Regions from separate parts of the Mus musculus genome. Here region 1 is linked to region 2. Evidence: chromatin contacts called from public ChIA-PET data. All regions are on one chromosome and are shown on one strand. Each heading gives the region's core, a stretch centred on a gene start, on an enhancer-like site or on the middle of the called end of the contact. The rest is flanking DNA. Distances are from core to core; before and after follow the strand shown. Region 1 has its middle 23 kb from the start of Dynll2. Region 2 overlaps Hsf5 (heat shock transcription factor family member 5).

Region 1 (5,370 bases), core at 920-3,419, 330 kb before region 2:
CCAGAGCCTGGAAAATTATGCTCTCCTGAACGCTCTGTTTTGGCTTTTAAACCACAGTCTTAAGCGGATGTGCAGCTAGGAAAAGCCATTTTGTCTAGGCTTTTGCAAGGGTGGAAATGTAACTTATTGAATGTGTTATTTGCTGAGCACTGCATCTGTATTTTTACTTTATGTGTGTGCATGTGGAGGTCAGAGGTTAACCTCTGGGGTTATCTTCAAGAAACGTCCACTGTGATTTTTTAAAAAGATGTACTTATTTTATTTATAGGAGTACACTGTAGTTGTCTTCAGATACACCAGAAGAGGTCATTGGATCCCATCACAGATGGTTGTGAGCCACCATGTGGTTTCTGGGAATTGAACTTAGGACCTCTGGAAGAGCAGTCAGTGCTCTTAACCACTGAGCCATCTCTACGGTCCGTCCACTGTGATTTTTGAGACAAGATCTTTCACTGGCCTGGAGCTCTCCTGACGAGGTTTGCCTGGTGCTGGGGTTACAAACCCAAGTCACCATGTCCCATTTTTTATTAACGTGGATCCTGAGGAGTGAACTCAGGTCCCCCCTTACTCACTTATCTGGTAACAGTCTGGTCCTTCCAGGCCTTGCTTTCATTAGGCAGGCTTGGAAGGATACTCACCCTCACTCTTATTTCTGGCTCTAGGCAGGAAATACGTGGCTATGGCTCTCTCGCCTTTCTCGGGCGTCAGATAGTTTTGTTACACACATGTACTGATCAATGTCCTGTTGAATACCAGAGCGGAGGCCCTGCACACCTCTGGGGCTTGCTCTCTACGTGGCACTCAGCTCTCCAGCAGTTGGCCACCTTGGTTGGTCCTCTGGCCTCTGTTTAACTCTCCAGAGCTCAGTAATCCTTGGCTTCCTTAGCTGCCCCTCATCCGCACCTAGGCAGGACGGTGGGACTCTCATTGTTTATTTTCCTGTCTCTCAGTTGTGGTCATCCGTTAGCCTTCCCCGCAGTGCCCAGATTCTTGCCTTGTTATTTTGATTGCTCGACAAGAAGATAAGGCTGTTGGCGACTCTTCATCTTGTGTGGAAGTCTGAACCTATCAACGGGATCTTACCGTATACCTTACACCAGCAGCTGTTCCCTCTGTTTCTGAGGTTGGCCTGAGGCGAGGGAGGTCTGCTGGGGAGGCACCAGTCTGCAGACTGCTGAGTTTGCTGGCTGTTGATTGGAGCGGCCTAGGTAACTGGGCCACGTGTCTCTCATCAGCTGGCGGACCAGCCTGGGCTTGCTTCTAGGAGCACGCACTCCTAAGAAGCCAGCTGTCATCGTTCTTCAAGGCTGTTCTAGAAACATTTTACTCTTTGCTAGTGCAAGCCACCACCTCAAGGGCAGGATGAGAAACAGACCAACGGTGGTGGGAGGAGCCTCTGTGATGGGAGGAGTCTCATAGTCATGCGGGACTGCACAGATGCCGGAAGGGGCGGGGATGTACAGCCAAGTTATCTTTTATAGACATTATCATTATTTTAATCCTTGCAGCAAACCAGGGTATAGATCTTGTCATTGATACTTTACAGACATTAAGAGCTCACAATGGGAGGCAGAGCCAGGTTTTGAACTAGGGTCTTCCTGCCTCTGCCCCGTCTCTAGCCGTTGTATCACATACTTGGTGTGCAGTGTGTGTAGTTCTGACTACAGGTAGATGTATTCAGCACCAGGAATAGACCATTCCCTACCGTGGTCCCCGTTGCAGGATGCTTACCACAGCTTTGAATTCTTCCTAACACTCCCACAGCCTCTCCAAGCAAACACAAGACCCTGTCCCTGGGGGTTCCTTCCCCTTAGGGCCTTTGGGGCTCAGGGACACTCTAAGGGAGGCATTTTGTGTAGAGAACCAGGTGCTGATCATCTGTGTCTCCAGCTAGCCTGTGCCTCAGGTGATAAGTCAGGCAATCCTCCCTCTCTGTGCCTGGATAGTTCCAGAAGCCTCAATGGCTCCCTGGTGTCCCCTCCAACTCCTCATATAGAATTTGTCATGTTTGACTAAACTGCTCTCTTTCCCATGGGCTTCTGCAGGGCCTCTCTCTGTCTCCCTCCCAGTTTCTCTCTCTCTCTGCCTCTGTCTCAGTCTCTGTCTGTCTGTTTCCTTTCTCTCATTTCCTGGCACACAGCTCTGTATCATCTCACTTAACCCACTTCCCCATGTGATTTCTCACCACCCAGACCCATTTCCTCCCTAATTTAATCAAGAGATTAAAGCCACACTGTTTTTCTCTTCTGAGTGTGGCTAATGAGCTGCCTCTGTCTCCAATCCTGATCTATCGTGGCCCCTCCCACCCTCTCTCGAGTGTCCATGCGTTGCCTGATCACTATTTTGTAGTTTTGTTTGACTCAAAACATCTAGAGCAAGCAGGCCCAGCTGGGGTCCAGTGAGGAGCCCAGAGAGACAGTGTAAGTGATCCACAGCCCAGGATTGCAGCTTTCCTGCAGAGGTCAAGGGCAGCCTGGTCTACATAGTGAGTTCCAGGCCAGCAGTGCTACGTACGTACCAAGACAGGGAGATCCTGTCTCAAAAGACTCCAAAGAAAAACAAACAGAAAGACAAAGTAAATGAGAGTTTCAGGAATCTGGGGGCCTGAAATCTTAGATCGAAGGATGACCTTGGACAGCAGAAAGTTCAGGCACTTTGGGAGATGAGTGTCTTTAGACTGTCCCTTCGGTCCCTATCCTCAAAGGCACCTCCTTTTGCCTTGTGTCTAGCTGGTTCAGGGAGATGGGCTCCATCAGTAACTAACTATAAGACGGCTTCCCAGGGAGAGCGGAGACAGAGACAGTGGGAAGCCACCAGCCAGCTCTCCACAAGGCAGAGTCCTGCTCCTCCTTCAGATAAGCTGTGAGGTGCTTTGTCTCTGTCACTGTCTATCCATGCTGTGGTCTCCAGTTAAGGTCTAGAGACTGTGGCATTGTCACTAAAGCTTTGGGAGAGAAGACAGGTCTTTTGTCTATGTGATATTTTTGTCCTAGAGCAGGCCACAGAGACTCCCTTCAGCTGTGGTGGTTTGAATACGTGTTTGAATGCTTGCCCATAGGGGCTAGCACTATTAGAAGGTGTGGCCTTGTTGGAGGAAGTGTGTCACTGTTGGGGCAGGCTTTGAAGTCTTAGATACTCATGCTAGGCTTAGTGTGGCATTCACTTCTGCTGCCTATGGATTAAGATGTAGAACTCTCAGGTACCTCTCTAGCACCATGCCTGCCTGCACGCTGCCATGCTTCCCACCATGGTGACAATGGACTGGACCTCTGAAACTGTAAACCAACTTCAATATAAAGGTTCATTTTATTTATTTATTTATTTATTTATTTATTTATTTATTTATTTTGTGTTTTTTTTTTTTTTTTTTTTTTTTTTTTTTTTGAGACAGGGTTTCTCTGTGTAGCCCTGGCTATCCTGGAACTCACTCTGTAGACCAGGCTGGCCTTGAACTCAGAAATCTGCCTGCCTCTGCCTCCCAAGTGCTGGGATTAAAGGTGTACGGCATGGTTCATTTTATAAGAGTTACCCTGGTTATGCAATATCACAGCAATAAAACCTAATAAAAGACAGAAATTCAGGAGCTGGAGAGGTGGCTCAGCGGTTGAGAGCACTGACTGCTCTTCCAGAGGTCCTGAGTTCAATCCCCAGCAACCACATGGTGGCTCACAACCATCTGTAATGGGATCTGATGTCCTCTTCTGGTGTTGTCTGAAGACAGCTACAGTGTACTCACATACGTAAAATAAATAAATAAATAAATCTTTTTTTTTTTTAAAGGCAGAAATTGGTTCTAGAAGTGAGGTATTGCTGTGATAGGCTTGATAGTGCGTTTGTTTGGAGGAATGTGGACTTTGGGACTTTGGACTAGGAAAGCAGTGGAATGCTTTAAACGGGGCTTACTGGGCCATCCCAGCAGGAATATGGAAGATACTGGTGCTGATGGAGATTTGAACTACCGGAGCCTGGTGTGAGAGGTTTCAGAGGGGAAGAATATTAATATGTGGCTGAGAAACTATTCCTGTGATATTTTGGCAAAGAATGTGGCTGCTTTCTACCCTTGTCCACCTTTTAGTCTGCCTGAGGCTTAAGTGAAGAGTTTTGGATTAATTGCATCACCAGAGGAAAACTCAAAAAAGCAAAGTATTGACTGTGTCATGTGGTTATCAGTGCTCATTCTGATGAGGATCTATAATAAAAAGGAGTCAACTGAACAAAAAAAGATTAAAAATGTACAATCTAAGGAGAAAAGGGGCCCCCGGGAAGTGGAATGCAGCGAAGTCCTGTGTTCAAGGAGATAAACGGACCAAAGAAAAGCCTGGTATTAAACGGAATAAGGAGGGTCGTGATTTTGGGGGAAGACCCCACCCAGCTAAGCTTCCAACCTGTGAGAAGGAACTGAAGAAAAGCTTAGCTTAGGTTCAGGCAAGGTGGTGCATGCTTTTAGTCCCAGCACTCTAAAGGCAGAGGCTGAAGGATCTTTAAGTTCAAGGCCAGCCCAGTCTGCAGAGTGAACTCCAGAACACCCATGCTTAGGCAGTGAAGGAAACCATAGAAAACAGAAAGCTGGTGACTATGTAACAGGAACAAAGGCCGTGTTCCAGGTCCAGAAAGCAGCAGAACTTGGCAGCTTGGGCCATGCGGTTCTGGCTTTAGAGTCAAAGGCAGAAGAAAGGGGCTGGTGAGATGGCTCAGCCGGTAAGAGCACTGACTGATCTTCCAAAGGTCCTGAGTTCAAATCCCAGCAACCACATGGTGGCTCAAAACCATCCGTAAAGAGATCTGACTCCCTCTTCTGGAGTGTCTGAAGACAGCTACAGTGTACTTACATTAAATAAATAAATAAATATATCTTTAAAAAAAAAAAAAGGCAGAAGAAAGGGTTATGAAATCTCCCTCCGTGACTAAGGAGAGCTGCTGAGGCCAGGCATGTGTCAGCGGCGTCCCCGTCTGGAGGTCTAGAGAGGCCGTTGTGTGAAACTGTGAAGGTTGAAGCCTGGATTGCTTTGGAGACCCCAAGATGTTGGAGACACCAGGGTTTTACTTTATAAGAGTTGCTGAGGTCATGGCATCTCTTCACAGCAATACAACGCTAGCTAAGACTCTAAGACCCCTTGAAATATCAACCCAAGACTGGTGCTCAACAAGTGAGCTTCAGTGACCCACAAAACTACGTAGACTCTGCTGCTCCCTTGAGTGCTCCTCATGACTTTGGGGAGCGGTAATAATGCAAAATAAATAAATACATATATAAAATAAATAAAATAAAAAAAAGTGAAGTGCCTCAGTGGGCAGCAGGGAAGGGGAGGTGAGGCAAGCAGCAAGGAGAGTCAGGCCAGGGGCCAGCGAGGAGCGACCCCTCTCCCTGGG
Region 2 (4,924 bases), core at 1,696-4,195:
CTTTTCTGGTCTCCATAAGCACTGCACTCATGCACAAACAAAAACATCCACACATGCACATAATTTAGCACATAATTTAAAATAAAGTCTTGGGAAGAAGAGCTGGCTTAATGTTTAAGAGCACTGGCTGCTCTTCCAGAAGACCAGGGTTCAATTCCCAACACCCACGTGAGCTCACAGCTCTCTGTAACTCCAGTTCCAGTGAAATTGAACATCTTCTTCTGGCCTCTGCAAACATCAAGCATGAAATGGTACACACATGCACATTCAGGCAAGGAACCCAACCACATAAAATACACCTTTTAAATTTAAAAATAAAGTCTTAGAAAGGGCACCCACATATTGTCAAGTACCTTTTTCTTAGATCAGCACTTACTTCAATAATCCCTTTATTCATAAACAAAATCTCAGTAAAGAACATGTTTATTATAAGATTTTGAAAAGTAAAAAAAAAAAAACAAAAAAACAAAAAAACTTTAGAGAAATAATCCAATCAAGTCCAATTACAGGTGTTATCTTCCAATCTAATACAGTCTTTCACATGACCCCAATATAGGTTACCATTAGGCTAAAGGGAGAGGGTGAACAAGTCAGACATCAAACACCATGTTCAGGATTAAAATGATCTAAATGAGATCTCTGGTTGCTTTAACTCTCAACAGGAATGAGTAAAGGTAAGAATGCATGTTATCTTTTTTTTAAGATTATGAAACCCATTACTATGTACAAATGTATATATGACAATTAAAAAAAAAGATTAAAATGCTAAAGAATTAGTAAACCTGTTCTCCAAAGTATGTGACTGTTCAGCTCCCACAGTAATCTTTCCGACTAGTCTAATGAGAAGCAGGCAACAAAAGCTGGATTGGGTGTCTATCAAACTGATGAGGAGAAATGTGACTTATATCCATAATGGAATTTTTTATCCATAAAAAAGAGCAATGTTAGGGCATTGTTGGCAGCTGTGGTGGTGTGCAAACTTGACATGCATAATATAATGCTCTAGGTTCAGTCTCCAACACTTCCTTCAAGATAGAATGAAGTTATGTTGTTTGCTGGAAAACAAATGCAACTGGAGGTAATCATGCTAAACCAATTAAGGCAGTCTCAGAAAGACAAATATCATGTTCTCTCTTGTTTGTGAGGCCCAGATTTTACATAGATACATAAAATCACCTACACATAGAGGACATAGAAGGAGAAGCAAAGCTGTCTAGGGAAACAGAGGACTAGTTGTGGAGTTAGGAAAAGAAGGAAGTGGCAGGCAGAGAAACCCCTTTAAAGTTGTTGGTCAGGGGCGTCCACTAGATTCCCAAAATAATTCAGGCTCTTTCTGTTGCCTTTGGTGGCCTCCCAGAGGTTGAAGGCAAGGCCCTATCCTATTACTGTAGACACCAGGCACTTAGGACACAGGGCTTGGAGGATCTGAGCTGGATCTGACCTTAAAGCCTCGTCCCCAGGACTCCTTCATAGTCCCAGAAGGTGCTGGTTTAAGCTCAGCTAAGCATAACCACGGAAACTCACAAGACAGCTTTAGTCAAAAGATATTTTGAAGGAAGAGGTTCAGTCCGAGCACCATTTTTGTTTTCTTTCAAGGTTTTTGAGCCAGGGTCTCATTTGTGGCCCAGACTGGCCTCAAACTCACAATGTCTCCACCTCCCAAGTGCTGGGAGTATGATGTATATCACTGTGACCGCCCCTGAGTACTCTCTTCATGTTTTTTGAATAAATTCTCAAAGAAGTTCTTAATATTTAAAATATAGGTGACTAATTTGATTAATTAATTTGCCTTTATTGCAATAATCTGAATTACCTTTAACTTGAGGTTTTGTTTTTCTCTAGTGGTTCTAGGCAAGTGTTCTACCAATAAGTTATATTGGTAACTGCATTTCATGTGTTGAGCTGGGTTCACTCTGCAGCACAGGCTAGCCCTCATCTATAATAATAGTAGCAGTCTTCCTGCTTCAACCTCCCAATTGCTACTATTACAGGAGTGAGCCGCTCACTGCATCTGGCTAATTTGAGAATATTACATTAGCCATTGTAAGCAAGGACTGGTGGTTCATATCCTTCATCTCAGCACTTGGGAGGCAGAAGGATGATGAAGCCAAAGCCAGCCTGGGCTACACAATTAGCTCCAGGTGAGTTGGGTCTACATAGTAAGCTCCTGTCTAAAAAGAAAGAAAAGAAAAAAATGTTTGGAGCAGAGTACAGTGACTTGATTTGAATATTAGAAATTTTTTAGATTAAAAAATACAAATGTACTCAAGTCATTAAGAGGGAGGTTTCAAAGCTGATTATGGCACTATGCGCCTGCATATTAATAAGGGTGACCCAAAAGAATCACTGCCTGAGTCTGAGGGTGGCCTGGGATGGGCCCATTTCAAAACAAAGAACCATTTACAAGTGCTCCGGTGTCCAATAGATAACCAGACTCCTATAGCACACACATACAAAAACATGCCACTTATACACATTCATGCCTTAAAGTGTATTTATAATGTGCTTAAGGCACTATCTTTGGTGTCATTAATCTTCTTGTATCACAAATAAATATGTACTCTGTTATCTGTTAATAAAATCCTTAGCATCTGAAGATGATTATTAAGTTACCCTTCATCTTATCTAAGTTAATCTAAATTCTTTACTTTTCTTTAATATATTCAATATTTTGATGGTTCAATTCTTTCATTCGTTTATTGTGAATATGTGGAGGTGTAAGGGGGAATGCACATGCATTCACACCGGGACTGGAAGACTCCAGGTATCTCTATCAACTCTCCACCTTATTTCCTTGAATAAGAGGCAGGGGTCTTCAGGAACCAGGAACTAGGCCGGTGGCCAGTGAGCCCCAGCAATCAGCTCTAGAGTTAGAGTACAGTGTGGACTGGCTCAGCTTTTAAAAAGGTGAATGGAGGCCCCGCCTCCGCGCGGCATTGCGGAACCGGAGCTCCAGGCCGCGCCTCCTTAGAGGCTAGGGAGGTGGCAAGGCCAGGGCAGGGCTGCAGAAGCCCGCGCGATGATCGCAGCGAGAACAGCGGGGTCAGAGCAGACCACGACGAAGGCACACAGGCAGCGAGCGTGACCGGGCCGGGCCACCGGGAGAGCGGCCACCGGGAAGCCGGCGACAGCGGACGACTAGCGCTACCACCCTTTCTGCACTTTTTGCAAAACAGTGGTCAACAGGAAGGCCCAGCAGCTCCTCTCTCCTGAGTGGCAGGCCATCTTCGGACACAGCCTTTCTGGGCTCATTCTTCAGACAACTTTCAATCCCTTACTATAGCTATTTCTAGGTGCCCTTTAACATTGTGAACAAATAGACTGTTTGGTATTATAAAGCCTGTGTGTGCGGGAGCCTGATCCTCTAAGATCTATGGTGTAGCTGCTGTGTTTACAGCTCATCCTCTCTCCACTGTGCTCTGACCCTTTCTGTATGCCCTCCCCCTTTATTTCCAAGTGATGGTCTCAGTCTTCCCAATGAGCTGCCTTTTGTGATGTGATTATTTAAGCTCACTTATTTCAGCCTTTGGATAAACTAGGCTACTTTGCTTCCTGGGCAGATCTTTGGCAATGCTGAATATTCACTTGGGGAGAGAGGAGGAGTTAAAAATACAGAGACACCTACCCCCAGCTCCTCACAGTAGGAATGTGGCTTCAGACCCCTGCCCCCTGCTCCTAGTAACCTCTTGTTCGAGTGCTCTAAGCACCAAGAAGGCACCCAAGGCCCAGCCAGTCTCAGAAAATTTAGCAAATAATAACCCCTACTTGAGTCAAAAACAAACAAACAAACAAACAAACAAACCACACAAAGAAACCCCTAACTGAACAGAGAGTGGAGCTCAGGCCCTCACACTTGAGCAGTGAGCACTTTTCCTTGCTGAGTCGTCTCCCCAAGTCCTCTGAAACCTCATGTTCTTATATGCACTGTTAGGAAAACAACTATTTTATATGCATTTCAAAGGTAGCTATGAATACTAGTTTAAACTACAATTATATAAAACAACATGAGAGACATAATATGACTATAAATAATAAAGATACATAAAATATCATTCATATATGAATTACATCCCGAGGTTCAGTTCCTAGCATTTTAGAGCTATACATTCTAGAGCATAAAACTATTTCATCCTTACCAGGGGACTTTCCTTGTGAGTTGCTTCTTCGCTCTCTGTATCTAGCTGGAGTGGATAAACCTGTGTCTTTAGTAGACTTGTTAGCAGGCCCCATTTCTGAAATAAGGAATCCCATTTGTTCTGAAGGCAAGATATTCTCCGAGGGATTGGTCTGGCATTTTATACTGCTATCCACCTAAAATATTAAACACACTTATTATTCTTACACTTACCTCCAGATACCTACTAAAGGTTAATAATATATATTATCAAAGACATCCTATTAAAGGACAGGATCCCACAAGCATGTTTTCCTGCTTGTGAAGGTCATTACCCTTGATACTGTTGATTTACCCATATTCAAGAGTAAGACATAGGTTTCCCAGATTCTCAAGCCCTTGAAATGCACACGAAGCTAAAATGTTTACTGATGAGCATACCATGAGGCTGAATGCTTTTAATGACTTACAATATAGTAAGACATTTAAACACAATTGCTGAGAGCCACTATGTATCCTTTCACTGTAGAAGGACGTTTAAGCTGACACCCTTACTAGTTGACACTGGGATGTCACAGATAGGCAGGTGTCAGTGGGGAATGGACACGATTTTTCTAGTTTTGTATTCTGTACTGAATACATTATCAAAATCACATATACCTCACTCTCTATAAAATCTCTATCCATCCTCGTTAGAGTTTCTTTGGTTCCAAAATGTTCTTTGGAATGTTAAAACCCTTGGTCAAAACAACAAACTTCTGCCATGTTGTTCTTTATAAGTTTATTTAAAATATAACTGCATTATGAAAT

Evidence for each region. ChIA-PET counts read pairs in DNA pulled down with a chosen protein or histone mark.
Region 1: an RNA polymerase II ChIA-PET map of effector CD8 T cells shows a contact between it and region 2, with 5 read pairs. The contact joins two enhancer-like sites. A contact is called at or near these places in 4 of 484 Hi-C or Micro-C datasets (the G1E-ER4 cell line, cortical neurons, embryonic fibroblasts and 1 more) and 1 of 115 datasets of contacts at active chromatin or transcription factors (effector CD8 T cells).

The regions. Positions count from the first base shown.
Region 1 is chr11:87,962,335-87,967,704 of GRCm38.p6, reverse strand. No RefSeq gene overlaps it. Among named protein-coding and RNA genes, the nearest start is that of Dynll2, 23 kb to the left of the region's middle. RefSeq lists an enhancer at 1,100-2,144. Within about 2 kb of position 2,169, at least 58 of the 459 cell types and tissues checked have an H3K27ac peak or open chromatin away from gene starts, as enhancers often do. A contact at or near this core is called in effector CD8 T cells, where this site is marked.
Region 2 is chr11:87,637,457-87,642,380 of GRCm38.p6, reverse strand. It overlaps Hsf5 (heat shock transcription factor family member 5), which reads right to left. Exons shown (of 6, transcript NM_001045527.1): 5 at 4,137-4,311. Among named protein-coding and RNA genes, the nearest start is that of Hsf5, 23 kb to the right of the region's middle. Within about 2 kb of position 2,945, at least 286 of the 459 cell types and tissues checked have an H3K27ac peak or open chromatin away from gene starts, as enhancers often do. A contact at or near this core is called in effector CD8 T cells, where this site is marked.